Linked DNA regions of Gossypium hirsutum: region 2 is linked to region 1. Evidence: chromatin contacts called from public Hi-C data. All regions are on one chromosome and are shown on one strand. Each heading gives the region's core, a stretch centred on a gene start, on an enhancer-like site or on the middle of the called end of the contact. The rest is flanking DNA. Distances are from core to core; before and after follow the strand shown.

Region 1 (4,468 bases), core at 586-3,085:
TACATAAGGTGTGCATACATATTTTATGATAAATAACAAGCCCACCTTCAGAAGCATGAAAATAGCAGAAGCATAGGCATCTTCAGTCATTGATGTGAAACCAAGATTTCTAAGATCACGAACAACCTTCCCAATGTTCCTCACCAACTTACTGTTCTCTGAAAACTTGTCTTGGGAATAGCACTCATCAATTTCCATTTCACCAGTTCTATACTTGTTCTTTTCATCAAAATCCATCTCATCTCTATCTCGATGCTCATTTTCCTCATTTAATTCTCCATCCATTATGGTACTTAACTCCTCAAGCCTTCCCTTAAAATAAAAGTGAAGCACCTCTAACAACATCAATGAAATTATCAGCTAATAATCAAATAATAAAACCCCAGTAATGCACAACGAAAGAACTGACCTTTTTTTCAATAAAAAGCTAGTAATTTCATACCGGGAAAATGTCGAGGTAGGTTGGCCATAAGTATGGAGGAAACAATTAATTGATACTTTGAGAAAAGATAGACTTTTCCCACATCAAAGTCGGGCTTTCCATCAGTCAAATTATCCATATAGGACTGTAGTGCATGAACTAACATTAACAAGCATTTCTCTTGATTTTCTTTTTCTAAACAAATCTCCTCCAAAGCATTACAAAGCACTCTTTGAATCTCATCCTCATCAATCTTCTCTAAATCTTCTTCAATTTTGCTATAATCCTCAAAATAGCGCCAAAATCTCGACGCCCCATTTTTCTCAAACGCTTCCTATAATTTAGAAAAAAAAATGAAATCAAGAAAATTTAATTTCGAAAGAGACTGCAATGGCTTAACCGATTATTACCTCTAGTAATCTAAGGAAGTAGTCCCGAGAGAGAATATGGAGGCCGTGTTTGCAGAGAGTGTGAACATGAGAAACGAAGTCATGTTCGAGGGAGAGATCGCCGGAGATTTTGAGGAGAGAATTAGCGGCGGTGCAGAAACCGTCGTAGCTTTGGAGGATTTCTTGGACGGAGTCGTTGTCGAGACTGATCAAAATCCCTAGATTGCACACTGGAGAAGAAGTTAATGACTCCATTGACAAGAAAATAACACAAATCCTCTCCTTGCTTTGAAAAACCCTAACTTAGGTCTCACTACTTCAGCTTAGAATTGAACTGTGGAATTTTTTAGTTCCATTTTTTCGATTTCTTCTTTACCGCCACTGCCATGAATCCCTTTTGCTCAATTTCCACCTAAACGACGCATGACATGTGTCGTTTCACTTATTTCAAAAGCCATTTTTTGGTCTATTTTAAATTTTAGTCCCTCTATGACGTTATTTTTTTTCTAACAACTTTCTTATAGTCAAGTTGTGAAGGCGGAACATGGTTAGTACCTGGATTCCTAAAATTTTTGAAATTTTTAATTATTCCCTCATGATTTTTAGAAATTTTCATTAGACCTCTTAAAGTTTTAAAATTTTGGATTAGGCCTCTTTAAAAATTTTAGAACTTCTATTAAGCCCTCAAATTTTTTAAAATTTAATTAGATTTTTCAGAAAATTTAAAAATTCTAATTAAGCCTTTAATTTGTTAAAAATTTTAATTAAAACCTAAATTTTTTTGAAAATTAATTTAAATTCTCTCAAAACTTAATGGTGAAATCTGTCACTGTTCAAATAACATTCAATTTTGGGGCATTTTTTCAGCGGCAATAATTAATTTAGACATACTAAAAAGATTATAGAAGTAGACGTGAGATTAGGTCAACTTAAAATTAAGGATGAAATCTAAATTTTATTATGATAAGAGGGACTAAAACCAGAATAACATTTTTTAACTTATTTATTTCAAAACTAGCTTAGAGTGATAGATATTATAGGGCGAGACAAAAAGTAAGGTAAAGGCAAAAAGTAAGCTAAAGGCAGTCTACGGCGGATTCAAAACCACCATTAGCTTAGGTCTCTCTCAAAGTCTCAAACATCAAATGAAGGCAAATGTCCATGGACATAAAGAAACCAGAACCCGAACCGGAATTAAGATCTTGTTGACGTCACTATCGGCTATGGTGGCGGGAACTTCCACCTTTCCCATAGACTTAACCAAGACAAGGCTCCAGCTTCACGGCGAGTCTCAACCTCTCTCCTCCTCCACGCGCCGTCCCACCAATTCGTTCCGTGTCGCCGCCGGTATCGTCCGTGACCAAGGCGTTTCAGGGCTGTATAAAGGTCTCTCCCCGGCTATTATTAGGCATCTGTTCTACACTCCCATTCGGATCGTCAGTTACGAGAATTTAAGGAATTTGGTGAGCGCAGATGGCTCTCTTTCTCTGTCTTCTAAAGCGCTTGTAGGTGGCATTTCCGGCGCTATTGCTCAGGTTTGCCTTCAAATACTGAATCAAAATCATGGAGATTAATTTGCTTTCTTGAAATTGCCAAAAAAATGAATTGGGATTATTACTTTTTCTTAAATATGTAAAAGGTTCCAGTAGCTCTGTTATGCTGAAATTTTAGATTTAATCCCACTACTTATAATAAATCGATGACATGAAAATTTTTTCTGATATTTGATCTCACCGTTATGGTCACTTAAAAATTCAGTCCATTATATTCAACCAGTAAAAAAATTATATTTCAGCCTAATGTTTTAGGTTGCTTTTTGAGAACAATTTATTTCATAGCAATTAACAGTGTTAGCCATCCAGCTATTGCTTATGCACTTACATTTTTGACAAGATTGATTATTGTAAGTATTGATTTGGAATGTAATAGTATTAGCAGTACAGTTTGTGGCAAGTCCAGCTGATCTTGTTAAGGTGAGGATGCAAGCGGATGGCCGTTTGATAAACAAGGGTCTTCAACCACGATACAAAGGACTCTTTGATGCTTTTAACAAAATTGTAGCCATGGAAGGTCTTGGAGGTCTTTGGAAAGGGGTTTTGCCAAATGTTCAGAGGGCGTTCTTAGTGAACATGGGTGAAGTAGCCTGTTATGATCATGCAAAACGTTTTGTTATAAATAATCAGATATCTGATGATAACATCTATGCACACACATTGGCATCGATCATGTCAGGTCTCTCTGCTACAATGCTGAGTTGTCCGGTTGATGTTGTGAAGACAAGAATGATGAATCAAGCGGCTAGTAAGGAAGGGAATGTTTTGTACAAGAGCTCATATGATTGTTTGGTGAAGACGGTGAAAATCGAAGGTTTAACAGCATTGTGGAAAGGTTTCTTTCCTACATGGGCAAGGCTTGGTCCTTGGCAATTCTTTTTCTGGGTATCTTACGAGAAGTTCCGACAAATTTCGGGGCTTTCTTCCTTCTGACTAATGGACCTGATCAGGCTTCAGATGCCAACATACTTACGGGATAGTTTCAGATGTTATTACCGGTTTCTTGTTCCAGGGGCAATAACTTGAATACCAGCATTGGGCAGAAGATGTTCTGCTTTGATGGTCTGCTTCCTATGTAGTGTTTTTTTATGGCATTTTTCCCATATAAGGTTAACCTTGTTGTGATTTGCAGTCCCTTGGCGGTAAATGCGAGATCGGTTGTGCTTCTTGTGCATGTTGTGGCCTGTTCAAGTTTGTAAGTACGGTATGTAGGACGAATAAAAAATGGTATTTTCGATGAATTGATTCAAAACTTTACATGAAACTATAAGATCATATAAGAAAAAACTAATTTTACATCTGTATAAGCTAATCAATCCTCTTAAGTATAATGTTTATGCTGAGAAGTATGAAATGCAGGTCTATTATTTTATGTATAACATATATATACATGATGGTATGAGTTAGTTTTATATTAATTTTTTTATTCAATTCTACTGCCAAACTCTACACCAGTAGAGCAATAAGACGATAAGAATTAGATCTTAGGCTAAATGGGCCTAACCTTTTCAAGGTTGCTTGAATAAGGATTAACACGTTCCAAAACCTTCAAATAAGGATCTAATGTTGTCAATTTTGTTGAAATAAGGGTTTATCACATGGATTACCCAAATTTGAAAAAAAAAACAAATTATACGTAAGCCAAATTTAGCATACACAGATATAGATACTTAAAAGCTAATATAAAATCCCATATTTATTCATCAGCTCTAAAAGAATTTTCTAAGTTTCATAGATAAACCCTAAAGAGAATTTGAAAGTAAAAAAAGGTACTAAAAGATTTCCTTACTGTTATCCTAACTCAAAATTGTAGAATAATTTTTGAAAATTTTGAAACTTGAAAAACTTAAGATGAACAAACAAAAATCAAATGCAAAAATCAAAATCAAAAGATTTAGAAACCTCCATGAAGATGATATCGATGTGGTTTTCTTTTAAACCAACAAAAATTTCCACAATAGATAATAATGGCAATTTATAAAGCAAAAGGAAACAATTTGTCCATGAAATATCATGGGTTATTCAATTCAACAAAGCTAATATTATGGTCTTCAATTACAAATCCCCCCCCCGAACAAAAAAAAAAAAAAAGACTGCGAGGGACT
Region 2 (4,993 bases), core at 290-2,789, 440 kb after region 1:
GCCCAATGCCTTCCATCTTGACTGATTGCCAAACCTGGTAAAGACCTCAACACTTCCCCAGTTTGGCTACTTTGATTTTCAGGGTTTTGCACTTTGAATCCTAAAGAATCAGCTGAAATATCCACCTTCTCATTGCTGTAGCCAGTGTAGTAAAGCCAATAAACAGCACTTGAGGCTCTCACTTTAGCACTAGACATGATGACTACCTCACCAGGCCTAATGCTCTGTGTGTCAAAAGCCCACCAATCATTGCCACAACTCATGACCAAACCAACATCTGCACTTGATTTCACTGCACCTTTACCTCTCTCCCAATGGACCCCATTGCTTGAAACTGCTAACCCTATGGAATCTGAACCTTGGGAATCAGTGGAAACTCCATGGTACCACATATACCATCTTTCTTCCTCATCACTAAGGAACCTTTTAACCACTGGTGAACCAATATCTGTGCAGTCCCAAGAACCAACAGGACCCAAATCAAGCACCAAACCTCTAGAAAGAGCAGAAGGGGGATTTGAAGAAGAGGGGATTTCCTCATCTGAAACAGCGCTTGATGGGTTCTCAGTGGTTAGACTGGGATTCGGTTCAAAGGTTGGATTTTGGGCAGTTTCGTTGTTAGTGTCAGTGTTTGGTTTTCTGGAACAGCGAGGGAGACAAATTGAGCTGAATCTGGTGTTGGGATTTGGGGCATAAAAGGTAAGCATGTTGAGTTTGGTCTGTGACCATGGTGAGGCCACTGTAATAGAAACAGTTGCTCTGGGGACGGTGGAAGTTGCAGGGAAGTTAATGGCTTTCATCGTAGCTGATACAGCTTCCATGGCTGGGGGAATTGTTAAAAAGATTAGGTGAGCTGTACCTTGTTGGATTACCAACCAATTACAATACCACACGTTGAATTAGCTCTCGATAGAGACAAAAAAAAAAGGGGAAGGCTTTGGTGTTTGGTCTTGACACACATTGAAGACAGGAGGGCTTGTCTTTGTTGTTTTCATAAGTGAAGAAGAAACTAATTTCCAAAGGTAAAGTCACTTCCCACATTAGTATTGGGGTTTTGGAATTTCGACCATTGCCTTCCTTTTGCCCCTTCTTTTTTCTCCTTCAGAACATGAACAGTTAAAGTTTGCCTCAGTTCTTTTAGTAAAATCTAAGATCTAAAGAGGAGATTATTTACTCTCATCTAAAGAAACATATTGGGTTTTGAGCCAAATCTTCTTTTAGTTTTGAGCCAAATCTTCTTTTAGGTTTACTTTCCCTTTTTCAATCTTTCGGCCAGTATAAGCAAAACTACGGTTTCGTTTTCAAACTACAAAAGTAAAAGATGATGCTCGATCAATAACCAATGGTGGAAATAAAGACATGTTCAACAAGTTTTCATCTGCCAAGTAATGTCTATATATAACACTACTTAACATAAAAGAAATGTCTCTAAGTCACAAGCAATATCATTGTCTCAGAGAACTATAGCTAATGATAAAAAGGGAACGGAATCTGATATGCAGTGATGAACCTCAATCTCACAAATCTTATACAGGAAAAAAAAAAGCAAGCTTATTTACAGAAAAACCACACAGAATAAGGTAACTTCACAGTTCAATGAGATATATTGCAGTTCTATCAAAATCTTCTAGAGAAATTTGGGTAGAAAATAAAAATCCCTGTAAGAGCTATTACTCAGTATACCTATCTACCACTTTAAGACCCCAACTAATGTCTTCACAATGTCTAACATGTGGAACAACTTTACCTGTGTCGATACCCTCCTTAGCTTTGCAGTCATAAAATGGTGGAGCATGGAAACAAGGCTCCATTGACATGGCACGTTGACAAGGTGGATTTGGGCTCGTTTGATTTTCGGATTTGTAAAGGATCCATGGCTTCAAACCTCCAAGACCCTGAGCTACGTACCCGAATGTAGACCATGCACTTGTGACTAACACATCAGTTAAACTAAGCAGATACATTTCAGCCAAAGCCTTCATGTTGTGCAATGGCTTTTCACTCCGCTGTTGTTCTTCATGACTTGGCTGATGAACCCCAATTATATCACCGGTCACCGTAGGGTGTTCCCAGTAAATGTTCTTCATGTTCTCATAGTATCCATAAACCAGAGAAGTCATCAAGACAGCTTTCACCTTCGGGTTTTTTGACGGATTCACAGCCAATCGTCTAGTATCCACTTCAGGCAACAACTTCTCTCCTATAGTACAAGCTGAAATTTGATCCTTCACGTATTGGTACGGGCCAGGTCCTTTATCGAAAATCCTTACCTGGATGCCAATCCTCTCATCTGCCCTGGCCAAGTATGCTTTATAATACCTTGTGACTATTCCCCACACATGATTTGAAGGGTGAAAAAGATACCTACCCAAGTGATGAAATATGGTTTCCTTGTTGGGAAACAGCTTCTTCAGTTCATCCTCAAATGATGGCATCAAAAAGAGGGATGGAACAAAATAGTTGTCTGTTTTAACAACCAACCAAGTGAACCTTTTTAACAGAGCTTGATCATCATCACAAAAGAACAGCTTATCATGATCATCATAATCATGAGCCAGATGCAGATACACATATGATGGCAATGATCCCATTGAAGCCTTTATCATGTTATTCTTAAGCAAGTTCCCATAGGATTCAGCAGACTTTTGATCAAAGCTATTGAACATTTTAGCAATCGGGAAATTCATGGGCAAAAACCATGATCTCTCTGGGAATGGCTCGCAGAACAAACTGGCCATATCGTTCCCTCGGTCCACAAGCAACACTCTTTCGGTTAAAAGAGCATAGAGAAACACTGAAGCCAGAGTCAAAATCCTGTTCCCCAACCCACTGTACCATACCCAGACAACATATTTACAGTCTGTCGTGCCAACGACATTGCTGCCGGACTTGAGTTGTTCCACTGCTTTATTGTAGGACGGAGTGTTGGGTCCGCAACGTTTATGAAGGTCCTCATATTTTCTTAGCTTAGAAACAAGGTATGGAGATGGCTTGTAAGGTAAAGCTTTGCGATATAAAATCGACTGGTATCGACTTAAACATGATTGTCCATCGAACCCATCAGCAAGCAGTCCTCCAAGCAGTTTGTCTTCAGCAATGTCAACATGTTGGAGGACATCAACTTCTGAACCAAAGATATTAAATTCAGACATGCTAATAAAATCCATACATTCCTGCAATATCACTCACTAATCACAACCAATTGATTTTCTTTGTTTTTCTGTAACATCATCTATTCACTAATATACTAAAGAAATTCTTTAAATTATTACACTTGTTAACACTGAATAGGACTATTATTTTTAAATGTTATTCATGAAAATCCTTAATCCTAACTAAAACAAAATTACTCATACATGACATTGCTAACATTTATTCATTTATACATCATATTGCCTTATTTTCGTTTAAGTTGTAAACGAACATACCCTTCTATGAATAGTTATATTCGTTTATCAAGTTAGATAAATGACCATAAGCAAGATTTTAAAGCTCGTTTATTAAATAAACCAAGCATGAAAAGGACATTATTCACTTGATCTATGTTCATAAATGAATTCATTTCTTTTTGTTTAAAGCTCGTTCAAAACTCGTTTATTATTCAATTATATAATTAATATTGATATTGTTTGTATGTTCTTTTTATCCGGTAAAAATGAACTAATGTTTATTTTATTTTTATATTATAATCAGTAATATTTATAAATATGTTTATGTATTATTCATGAATAAATTTTAATTTTTTGTATGTTGGTGAACATGTTTTTTGAATACTAATGACAAACACAAACATAATCTTAAAATTCTTAAGAAACATAAAACCAAACACAAAGAAGCTTAATAAAAACAAACATGAATAGAGGCAGGATAGTTCAAGCTCAGTTTTTTTAGAGCCCTAATTTTCACTTTGATATCTTAATTTAATAAATTGTGATAAGCTATTTCATATTAATATCTAACTTGTAGATTTTTTTTATTCCTCGATAAGGAAAACGAAATGCTGATTTGAAAATTCAGAAGTAAACAGATATTCATGTAAATACATTTATTATGAATAGTCATTCATATATGATCAATTATGGTGTTGGTTATATTTTCATAGCAAAATACCGGTTCCAGTCCCCCCAAAATTGCCCAGAGTAATGTAAAATAAAAGAAAGGCGAGTACCTAGTAAAGGGGGCGTAGTAAGGTTGTTGAAGAAGGGTGTAGCGTCGGTGAAGCGATCGGAGGGCCTGTGGCGGAGGAGGAAGGTGAGCATGATAAGAAAGGGTAGAGCAAGAAGTAAGGTCTTGGAGGATCGCATGGCCTCCAATCCTGAACGTTTCCAAGGATCGCATGGCCTCCAAATATTAACGTGGCTTTGATTGTGGTTGTATTTACGTTCTGCCATTCTATTACTGCTATTCAAGGTGGGGCAGATCGGCTAGCAGTCAACCGCTCTGTTTGGACATGTCAATTAAGTAATTTGCGATTATTTTGTGATTATCAAATTCTAACCACAAAACCAAAACTTACCCAATAAAAACTTAAATTATTTAGATTCAAAATATTCAACTCTCACTTTTTTTATTTTTGTTATATCAACAAAATCATCTAAATTTGAAATGATTTCTAAAATTTAAAATCATGAAAGCGTTTAAGTTCAAATTCAAATCCGTTTGATTTACAAATTTAACTCTTAATTCAATGCATGAGTTATTTTTTTATTAAATTTTACTATTAATCTGTGCAAGTTGTAGATTTAATTGTTATACTTTGATTTTTTTTTGTTTTTTTTTTTGAAATTTTAGTCCTAATTAAAAAATGGTCGTTAAATTAATTATAATTTTTTATTACAAATTATCATATGTGTAATGACATATCAATTTGTTATTTTCACATACTACTTAAAAGTACCATAAATCTACCAAAGAGTGAGTCAGTTGTCCGTCGTACTGGTAGTTTTCTCTGAAATTTTATTATGTTTAGTAGTTTGTCCAAGAATAGGATTTT

Evidence for each region. A called contact is a pair of places that touch in the nucleus more often than the background predicts.
Region 2: a contact with region 1 is called in a Hi-C map of leaf, with 2.9 times the contacts expected there. The contact joins the promoter of LOC107918275 here to the promoter of LOC107918344 in region 1. A contact is called at or near these places in 13 of 34 Hi-C or Micro-C datasets (callus, hypocotyl, leaf and 2 more).

The regions. Positions count from the first base shown.
Region 1 is chrD13:14,382,150-14,386,617 of Gossypium_hirsutum_v2.1, forward strand. LOC107918344 (mitochondrial uncoupling protein 3) reads left to right here and starts at 1,836. Exons shown (of 2, transcript XM_016847878.2): 1 at 1,836-2,345; 2 at 2,754-3,661. The coding sequence starts at 1,956. The coding sequence ends at 3,296. It overlaps LOC107920483 (anaphase-promoting complex subunit 2), which reads right to left and starts at 1,226. Exons shown (of 16, transcript XR_005922757.1): 1 at 832-1,226; 2 at 443-755; 3 at 46-335.
Region 2 is chrD13:14,823,127-14,828,119 of Gossypium_hirsutum_v2.1, forward strand. LOC107918275 reads right to left here and starts at 1,540. Exons shown (of 1, transcript XM_016847797.2): 1 at 1-1,540. The coding sequence starts at 821. It overlaps LOC107918274 (galactoside 2-alpha-L-fucosyltransferase), which reads right to left and starts at 4,464. Exons shown (of 2, transcript XM_016847796.2): 1 at 4,169-4,464; 2 at 1,469-3,124. The coding sequence starts at 4,391. The coding sequence ends at 1,671.